Regions from separate parts of the Acanthopagrus latus genome. Here region 1 is linked to region 2. Evidence: chromatin contacts called from public Hi-C data. All regions are on one chromosome and are shown on one strand. Each heading gives the region's core, a stretch centred on a gene start, on an enhancer-like site or on the middle of the called end of the contact. The rest is flanking DNA. Distances are from core to core; before and after follow the strand shown. Region 1 holds the start of LOC119021272. Region 2 holds the start of LOC119020396 (tripartite motif-containing protein 16-like).

Evidence for each region. A called contact is a pair of places that touch in the nucleus more often than the background predicts.
Region 1: a contact with region 2 is called in a Hi-C map of liver, with 2.5 times the contacts expected there. The contact joins the promoter of LOC119021272 here to the promoter of LOC119020396 in region 2. A contact is called at or near these places in 2 of 4 Hi-C or Micro-C datasets (liver and muscle).

The regions. Positions count from the first base shown.
Region 1 is chr6:5,161,186-5,166,353 of fAcaLat1.1, forward strand. LOC119021272 reads right to left here and starts at 1,985. Exons shown (of 5, transcript XM_037101460.1): 1 at 1,759-1,985; 2 at 1,459-1,629; 3 at 904-1,202; 4 at 624-751; 5 at 1-346. The coding sequence starts at 1,852. The coding sequence ends at 157. LOC119020367 (mucin-5AC-like) reads right to left here. Exons shown (of 5, transcript XM_037099612.1): 3 at 4,221-4,510; 4 at 3,870-3,997; 5 at 2,678-3,579. The coding sequence ends at 3,378.
Region 2 is chr6:5,017,059-5,022,573 of fAcaLat1.1, forward strand. LOC119020396 (tripartite motif-containing protein 16-like) reads left to right here and starts at 3,377. Exons shown (of 1, transcript XM_037099668.1): 1 at 3,377-5,515. The coding sequence starts at 3,932. It overlaps LOC119020389 (filamin-B), which reads right to left. Exons shown (of 48, transcript XM_037099644.1): 34 at 3,226-3,366; 35 at 2,930-3,058; 36 at 2,641-2,814; 37 at 1,871-2,029; 38 at 1,537-1,740; 39 at 1,146-1,298; 40 at 841-963.

The DNA.
Region 1 (5,168 bases), core at 735-3,234, 140 kb after region 2:
CACTGAATCACATACGTTCATCAGAACAGCAATGTCTGAATTTCATTAATGACTAATTAGTGATTGGATAAATGCTCAAATGATTATTCTCGTTAAGGAAATCATGATGAAGATCCAGCCTCTCACACACATGTTGTATGTTTCATTAAAGCTGATCTATAATTGCTTCTTCTCTCTCTCAGCATTAACAAATTTTCTGTTCTTCCTCCCTCCCTTTGGTTGACGGCCTCTCCTCCTGCCGCTGATCTGCTGTTTTGCCTGCCACTCATAGACGTCCTCCAACAGCGTGTTTCCACTGGGAGTGTAGTTGATGGAGGACCAGGTGAGGACAGAGCCGCGGTACGGCCTAAAATAACAAAAAAAAATAGTTATAAACATCATAAAAATAAATATAGGAAATGACATTTGATGGTAAAATTACATTGTGTTTTATCGTGTCAATCATTATTCTCTCATCATCAATTCCTCTCATGTGATTTTCTCACTGTCCTTTACTGCTTTTATTTGTTTATTTCTCAAAACTAGATCTCTGTGTCACTAATGCGACTGCTTTATAATAAGTCTTTAAGACAACAGTACAACAGTTTCACACCTAAAACACACACACACACACACACACATACCCGTAGACACCGTTGGTCATGTACTTGAAGACTTCTCTGTAGCTGAGAGGATAATCCCACATCTGGACGTCTGTCACCTGACCGTCAAAACCTTCAAATTGAATTACAGGCTCACCTGACCAGACATACTGAACACACACACATGCAGTAGATGTATGTTAGAGACATGATGAAGATAAAAGACACTAAACTGTCTGTAGACCTGTAGACAAAATCATTTTCAGACATGGAATATTGCAGGATTCATCTGTTGGTTCAGTATGCACTCCTCTGTTCTCACCTGATAACGTATCAACTTCCTGATGCTGATGTTGGAGCCGCTAAACACCTGAGCCACATTCTTTGTGGAGTCCAAGGTGAAGCAGAATCTGCTCCAGATGTCCGGTCCGATGGTTGACCAGAACCTTATGCTAGGTTTCATGTACAGTGTGTTGTAACTGTATTGGTTAAAGTTTAGTGTATAAACACCAAGTTGATCAACGTTCACCAGCAGAGGGGTACTGGATGGACTGAGTGTGAAGATTCTGGGGTTACTTGTTTGTCCAAAGTCAATGAGGTAACGCAGACACACCGACACACCTGCAGGGATCAGCGGACATAAGTAACTGACCATTTCTAGTTGACACAATAATAAACAAACTTGAAATGCAGCCAGTTGTTATTCAGATATGATCTAGAATTTAAATTCTATCATCTTATCTCATCTTATAGCTGCACGTCTTAACAGGAGAAATACATCTGAGAGCAAATCTGAACATTAAAATGTAATTTTGATTTCATATCCTGACATTGCGTTTCTGTTTGGTTATGAGGACTAGTTTGTGGTTAGACTTACTTCTAGTAGTAGGTGCTGTGGTCCAGGGATAGGAGGTGGAGGTGGGTATGTCAGTGGTGATGTAGTAAGTAGTGGAAGGGGTGGGGGAAAAATAGGGTGGATAGAATGAAATTCCTCCTTCATATTGAGACAAAGTGAACATCTTCCCCTTTAAATTCATTCCTTGAGGTCCTGCAGAAAGAGAAAGGGAGAGATAACACAGAAACCAGTTGTCATTTTAACTAGCAAGCTCAAAACCTCACACACACAATAACATTCACCTTGTCACACAGTGTGAGTTCATTTGGCGTGTGTGCTCACCCGGCGTCGTCCAACTTGTCGTTTTGAATTCTGCGTTCACCGGTGCTGACATCACTGCCACCACCAGAAGAGCATGAACCAGCTTCATCTTCATCCTCGCTCGGCCGATCAGAGTCTCTGCAAAAGTGTCTGTGTGTCCTCACTGTGTGAGAGTGTATGTCTGTCTGCTGGCTGCACTTCCTTCCTACTCTCACTTGTTGGTTCAGACATGAGCAGCCGCATTAGGTTTCATTTCTGTGTAAAGACACTCCCCCAGCCTGTCCCTGATTCATTTACACTCCCCTTTGCTCTCCCAGCAGTGTTGCACAATAACAGTCTAGTCTTTTACATTCACGCTTGTACTTACTTATATATTTGAACAGTTTTTAATTACTCAAGAATTGCTTTCTCTTATTCCTGGACTCTTATGTAAGATTACCCTTAAACACCTATCACAATCTGACCCAAAGTAAATTCAAAGCTATTGTTGAACTATTTGGAGTACATGCATAGTTTTTGTTGAATAGCACTGTATTTCCACATTTATGCTAATGTTATGCATATGAAATAGTCAAAAACAAGTGCTTAGGTGGCAAACAGCCTATTCAATTAGCAAAATGCATAAAAAAAATACATAAACCTGCAGAATTTCCAAGTTTGGGGTTTTAAAAACTGATATATATGTTACTGAATTTGAAATCTCATTGATGACATTTTGACATATTACCTGTAGGCTGGTGTGTAAGTGACTCAGGAGAGGTGATAAAGAAAACTGCGGGTGTCTTGTCCACATAATAGCTCATTGGCTGTTGTAGACTTTAAGGCGCGCATAGAAACTTTTATCTCAATCTCAGGATCTCAGGTGTGAATGGATTATGGTGTTTGCTGTGACATGAGAAGAGTCTTTTTGCAGATTAAAGGATGAAAACACATATTAGAGTAATGCTAATAAACTTTATTCATGGCACTAGCTAATTTTCTGATATATGCAGCTCAACATGATTTATAAAAAGCCACAACAACCATGTTGACTTTTGTTAAATTTATAAAGGTTAATGTATCAATCATCCAGAGGCTGGTGTGTAAGTGGTACAGGACAGGAGAGGACAAAGAGAGTGGGTCCTCTGTCTACATGATCACTCTTTGGCTGTTGTAGGCTCTAGACATAGAAGCTCAAAAATATTCTTCTTTTTCTTCTTCTTATTCTTATATATCATAATCATAGTAAACTTGATTCATAGCCCCAGCCACCTTTCTCAAAAGGTATGCACCACAAAGGAGTTTCAGGACCATCTGCAGTACTGAAGGTTGCCGTGCTACAATCTGAACAGTAAAGCCAAAATCAGTCAAATTAGCTAGGTGATATATTATTTCTACCCCTAAAGAGTGTGATATCCATCTTCAGTTAGTAAAAGCTTAACACACGTTAGAATGACACAAAATGTTGTTGGCACATTGGGGGTTTTGGCCTAAACTTTAGGAAACAAAGGAAATATAATCACACACGTTTATCAGATCAGCAATGTTTCAGTTTCATTAATGATTAATTATTGATTGGATAAATGCTCAAATGATCGTTCTTGTGGAAGAAATCACAGCTGAAGATCATACAGCTTTTCACACACATTCTGTATGTTTCATTAAAGCAGATCTCTTATTCCCTCTTCTCTTTCCACCACATTAACAAACTTTCTGTTCTTCCTCCCTCCCTTTGGTCGACGGCCTCTCCTCCTGCCGCTGATCTGCTGTTTCGCCTCCCACTCATAGACGTCCTCCAACAGCGTGTTTCCACTGGGAGTGTAGTTGATGGAGGACCAGGTGAGGACAGAGCCGTGGTGCGGCCTAAAATAACAAAAAAAATAGTTATAAACATAATAATAATATATAGGAAATTACATTTAATGGTAAAATTACATTGTGTTTTATCATGTCAATCATTATTCTCTCATCATCAATTCCTCTCATGTGGTTTTCTCACCGTCCTTTACTGCTTTTATTTGTTTATTTATCAAAACTAGATTTCTGTGTCACTAATGCGACTTCTGGCTGTGTCGTCTTTATAATTAGTTTTTAAGGCAAAGAGATACTTTAATTGTTTGTACAACAGTTTCACACCTCAAACACACACATACCCGTAGACACCGTTGTTCATGTACTTGAAGACTTCTCTATAGCTGAGAGGATAATCCCACATCTGGACGTCTGTCAACTGACCGTCAAAACCTGGAAATTCAATCACAGGCTCACCTGACCAGACATACTGAACACACACACACAAACACACACACACAGCAGATATATATTAGAGACATGATGAAGATAAGATTTAAGACACTAAACTGTCTGTAGACCTGTAGTCAAAGCCATTTTCAGTCATGGAACATTGCAGGATTCATCTGTCTGTCAAGTCTGATTATCAGACTATAGCTACAAAAATGCTGAACAAGATGAATTTGGTTCAGTATGCACTCCTCTGTTCTCACCTGATAAGGTAACAACATCCTGATGCTGATGTTGGAGCCGCTAAACGCCTGGGCCACGTTCTTCATGGAGTCCAAGGTGAAACAGACTCTGCTCCAGATGTCCGGTCCAATGTTTGACCAGAATCTTATGCTAGGTTTCATGTACAGTGTGTTGTAACCGTATGAGTTAAACCTTAGTGTATAATAACCAAGTTGATTGACGGTCACCTGCAGCGGCATCCTGGATGGACTGACTGTGAAGAGTCTATTTTCTACAGTGTTGGTGAGGTAACGCAGACACACCGACACACCTGCAGGGATCAGTGGACATAAGTAACTGACCATTTCTAGTTGACAAAATAAAAAACAAACTCATTACCACAGTTGTATGTTATTTAAGAATATGAATAACAAGGGATAATTTGTAAAGCAGCTGCTATCAGGGTTCAGTCCCACAGAGCCCCTTTAAACAAGGGCTTCATTTGTCTTAGCATAACTATAACTTCCAGATATACTGCACACTTAAAGCAGCTAAAGGGTGCTTTAATCTTGTGTTGATTCTGGTGATCCCTTGTGAACAGTAAGTGTAGTGTTCCCACCACCTTGTGTCATAAAAATCTTGATCCGGCTAGAATCATTTGTTCACTCTGATGGTTCTCCATACCAGTTCTGCTTTGTTTATGCTCTGTTTATGATCTGCGGTCATGCGTCTGCCACAGTAGGTTAAGCATGCTAGTCCTACACTGATTGATAGCATCCACAGATGTGTTTTCGACTAGTAAATAAAGCCAAACTGACTGAATACACATGCTACATGTAACAAGTCATTAATTCTTTAAGTCTGACCACCAGCTTATGTGATTCCCCACTGCAACATTTTTCTATTCACCAAAAGTTAAGTCCGTCTCAACTTTATTTGCTGCAGCTAGCTGCATTTTTTTTTCTCTCAGAAAAGGATACCTGCATTAA
Region 2 (5,515 bases), core at 2,127-4,626:
GAGTCGGACGTGCCCAGGGGAGGTGCTCTGATCCTGGGCAATGGAAGAGGAACAAGACCCTCGACCTCTGGATCTACCAGACCACCAGATGGAGCAGTAGGAGCGAGAGGAGGTGTGAGAGAGGAGCTGCCGAGACAAGATCAGTAGGAACCAGGTCACTGGAGGAGGAAGTGGGGAGAGGAGAAAGGGGAGGAGGATACAAGGAGGGGAAGTGGGAAGAAGAAGAGGAGGAGGAGGAGGAGGAGGAGGAGGAGGAGGAGGAGGAGGAGGAGGAGAGGAATGAATGGAGACAGGGACAAAAGGCAGATGAAGAGAAAATAAAGAGAAGCTGAAGAATAAAAGAGAGAGAGGAAGAGAAAGAGAACTAGGAAAAAAGAACGAAACATGAATACAGACAAAAAAAAGAAAGATTGAAAATAAATGAGCCGAGAAGAAGAAGTCAGGGTGCGACAAAGGGAGGGGCGGAAAAAGAGGGAGAGAGACAGGAAAGAAGAGATTAAGTAAGGAAAAAAGTCAAAGATCACACAGACTGTAGTCAGTACAGAGCAGAAGCAAGAAACAACAGTCAGAAAATACAGAAATGTCAGAATTTCAGACAGGAAAGTGTGTTAGAAAAGCAGGAGGAGCTCTGACAGCGCAGGACGATCAGGGTCCAAACGTCGTCTGCTGATTGAAGCCACTGAGGCGTCACATCTTCAGGACCGACTCACTTTTACCTAAAGACGTTTTTTATCTACCTACAAACACTGCTATCACTGCAGACAGCCAATCAGACGAGCCTTCAGATTAGCATGGTAAGAAACCGTGTGTGTGTGTGTGTGTGTGTGTGTGTGTGCGTACCTGGTATCTTCAGACTGAGGTCACACACACTCCCAACACTGGCGACAGACGCCGCCCTCTGTCGTCGGGTGATGCTCTCTCGGATTCGACCCTCTCCAGTCACCCGCACTGTGAACGGACTTCCTGTTGACACACACACCTGAAATTATTTGTCTGAAAACACACAAACACACACTCCTCCCTCATTAAATGACTGTATGTATGAATATGCAGACACTTTTAGTTACGAAAGTTTAGTTTTAGAAAAAATCATGTTTATAATACTTTTCCACAAACGGTGGAATAAATGTTGTTTTGTTTTTAACCTGGGACGTGTTCCTCAGCGAAGCGGATTGAGACGATGTAGTTTCCTGGTTCAGTGGGACAGTAGATGACTCTACACGTCCCGTCCTCAATGTCTTCTGTCTGGATGTCCACCTTACTGGGACCTTCGATAGCCAGAGCCAGACCGCCATAACCTACACACGCATAGATACACAGTTCATATTATTATCGGAAATACTATAGTTCAGACTTTAGTGGACATTCACATGAAGGTTTCCAGTCGAACAACAACTTGGAAAGTCTGGGAAAAGTTTGGTACACGAGTAAACATCAGGTTGATGGGAGAAGCTTTTACCAAAGTCACAGAATAGTTATAAAAATAACTTTAAATAATTAATCACAGCTGTTGAGAGTGAAGATCTGCACACTGACCGGCCTCCCGCGTGTCGACCACGAAGCTGGAGTTGTTGAAGGTGGTTCCCTGGACGAGGCCGTCGCCGTGGACTTTGACCAGGCTGGCGTCTCCGATCTCAGACTGGACGACCATGATGGTGATGGGACTGTTGGGGATGTGACGGCCGTTCTTCAGGATGCTGACCTTGTGTTCGCCCACCTCCCGCGGGATGAAGGAGATACCTGGGAGGAGGAAGAGGGAGGTGGTGAGATAGATAGGTAGAGATACTAATAGTTGCCTGAAGAGACGAGGGAAAGCAAGGATGAAAAGAGTGACAGGGCGTGTATTTATTCGTGTGTGTGTGTGTGTTACCGATGTGGTTGTTGGCCATCCTCTTCAGCAGGCAGGGCTCGTCACGGCCCGATGGCGCCTGGATGCTGGCGGTCAGCAGGCTCAGATCCGTCTCGTTGATGTCCAGAGAGAAATCTGCTGCAGAGCCCAGTTTGACCTGAGAGCGTCGCTGGTTGTCCTCTGAGAGACACAAAAAAAAAAAAAACAACACACAAAAAGTAAGACAGCACATCACAGACACATTAAGTCTGTGAAATCTACCTTTTGATCAATATCTGACTTCAGCTGCATGTGCTGATATTTATCACACTGATCAAAAAAGTCCAAAATGGAGAGAATCAGAACTAACTGGAGAAAATCACTCGGCTTCGCCTGCTGAGTTTGACAGATCCTGATGCGTCTCCTGTGATCAACTCATTAAATATGTGGCCATTGCTGCGTGGACCGAAGCCTCAGGTTGTTCCTCCCCTTACAACTTTAATTCTTAAGGATATTTCAGAAAAATATGCAAGGGGTGAAATAATCCAAAACCAGCTGCTACAGCATTTATCTAAGTCGTTCACAGAGATGTTGTAACTTTTTGGTTGCTGTTTATTTGTCCAGATCTTTCAGGCATAATAGGTTGAAGCCTGAACCTGTTTGGTCAATAAAATATTTGAACTATTGTTTTCTACTGTTTTATGATATTTTATATAATTGTACTTTTTTGTTTGACAGACTGATATAAATTGCAGTGATCCACATTTTTTTGGGTTTATTAATCATCAATAATGTTTGTCTGAGTGTCTCACCGGTGATCTTGGCCATGAACGGGCTGCCGGCGATGTGATCGCTGTTGTATTTGACCAGAATGTTGTAATCTCCGGGCAGCGTCGGCAGGTAGGTGACGCTGCAGGTCCCGTCCTTGTTGTCCACGCAGCTGATCTCTGCTTTGGATGGACCCTCGATGGCCAAGTCCAGACCCCCTGGATGGACAACAAACAGACGGACAGGATGCATTTGAATCAGGACGTTTTCACTCATTTCCTAAAATATCGCCTCAGACCACCAGCTCTGCTCCTCCTCCTGCAGCTGACGTACCTTCAGAGGCGTCATCTGTGAAGACTGTGAACGAGGCCATCTTGTTGGCGACGCCGTAGCTCAGACCAGGACCGTAGGCTGTGACACTGGGACTACTGGCGTGGTTCACATAGAACTGAAGAGGAGACTCTGCAACACACAAGCACACACACGCAATATCAGTACAACAGAGACATTAAAACAACAGGTGGAGTTTTTTTAAAAGTTCAGAGGCTGCAGTTCTGGTTCTGGACACCAGGTGCCCCCCTTTCACCTAATTCAGTTCACAAGTCAGTGTGTGTGTGTCGTGTGCTGACCTGGGATGTGTGTGCCGTTGTACTTGATGTGCATCTCGTGCAGGCCGGCCTCAGTAGGAGAGTACTGCACTGTGACCGTCCCGTCCAGGTTGTCTGTGATCAGCGGCTGGGCTGATTTACCTGAAGGCATCAGCACCTCACCTGAGAGAGAGTCAGAGAGACGGAGACAGACGTTCGTTGTGTTCGTACACTTCCATTTGACTTTTCTGTTATTTATTCATGTATTATTAGATTGATTCATGTTTTGTTTAGCGCGTGCTTTGAATGCAAAGACAGACAAAGACTCTCTACTACTTATTTTAAAAATATTAAGATGGCACTTTTTTGACCTGTGACCTACATTTTGACTTTAGTTCTTACATTCTACAGAGTTACAGAGCTAGTTTGAACTGAGAATTTGTTGTAAATGAGCACAGAAAGTTTAGATTCACAGAGCTGTTCCTCTTCCTGGAGCGATTCCAAGCTTCATAACTCCTCCCCTCCTCTGTCTTCCTGCTCTCACACACAGCGAGCTCCTCTCTCTTGTGCACACATAGTTCTTTGTTCCCTCCCCTTCAGATCTACAGTTGACGTTGGGTGTAACCAGCATGTGTCAAAGTGCAGGCTGCATTCCCTGCAGACACACATGCTGCTTAGATCAGAGCTCAAACTAGTTTAGGCTCGAAGAAAGTGAAACTCAAGAGAGGTGTTGCCACCGAGCGGTAAAATGTCTCACAAAGGATTTCGGCTGGACCTGAAAACGTTCTCTTGTTCGCTCTGTCTGGATCTGCTGAGGGATCCGGTGACGACTGCCTGCGGACACAGCTACTGCATGAACTGTATTCACAGCTTCTGGGATGAGGAGGATGAGAAGAAAACCCACAGCTGCCCTCAGTGTGGGCAGACTTTCACAACAAGGCCTGTCCTGCTGAGAAGCACCGTGTTGGCGGTTTTAGCGGAGGAGCTGAAGAAGATCGGACTCAAAGCTGCTCCTGCTGATCACAGCAATGCTGCACCTGAAGATGTGGCCTGTGATTTCTGCACTGGGAGGAAACTGAGAGCCATCGAATCCTGTCTGGTCTCTTACTGCGAGAAACACTGCAAGCCTCATTACGAATCTTCTGCTTTTGAGAAACACAAGTTTGTGGAGCCGTTCAGGAAGCTCCAGCAGAACATCTGCCCTCGTCATGATGAGGTGATGACGATGTTCTGCCGTACTGATCAGCAGTGTATCTGTTATCTCTGCTCTAACGAAGAACATAAAGGCCACGACACAGTGTCAGCTGCAGTAGAGAGGACTGAGAGGCAGCGAGAGCTGGAGGGGAGTCGACACAACGTCCAGCAGAGAATCCAGGACAGAGAGGAAGATGTGAAGCTGCTTCAACAGGAGGTGGAGGCCATCAATCGCTCTGCTGATGAAGCAGTGGAGGACAGTGAGAGGATCTTCGCCGAGCTGATCCGTCTCATGGAGAAAAGACGCTCTGATGTGAAGCGGCAGGTCAGATCCCAGCAGGAAACTGAAGTGAGTCGAGTCAAAGAGCTTCAGGAGAAGCTGGAGCAGGAGATCACTGAGCTGAAGAGGAAAGACGCTGAGCTGAAGAAGCTCTCACACACAGAGGATCACAACCAGTTTCTACACAACTACCCCTCACTGTCAGCACTCAGTGAGTCTGCACACTTGTATCTAAATATCCGTCACCTGAAGTACTTTGAGGACGTGACGGCTGCTGTGTCAGAGGTCAGAGACAAACTACAGGACGTCCTGAGAGAGATGAGGACAAACATCTCACTGACAGTGACTGAAGTGGATGTTCTGCTGCCACAACCGGAGCCAAAGACCAGAGCTGGATTCTTAAAATATGCACGTGAACTAACCCTGGATCCAAACACCGCATACACACATCTGTTATTATCTGAAGGGGACAGAAAAGCAACATTCATGAGTCAAAAACAGTCTTATTCTGATCACCCAGACAGATTCACTGTGTGGGAGCAGGTCCTGAGCCGAGAGAGTCTGACTGGACGCTGTTACTGGGAGGTGGAGAGGAGAGGAGGAGGAGTCGGCGTCGCAGTCGCATACAAGAATATCAGCCGAGCAGGAAGCTCGAATGAATGTGGATTTGGACACAATGACAAATCGTGGGCGATGTATTTTGACCAAAAATGTTTTCAGTTCTGTTACGACGACATCACAACGTCCTTCTCAGGTCCTCAGCCCTCCAGAGTTGGAGTGTACCTGGATCACGGTGCAGGTATTCTGTCCTTCTACAGCGTCTCTGAAACCGTGACTCTCCTCCACAGAGTCCACACC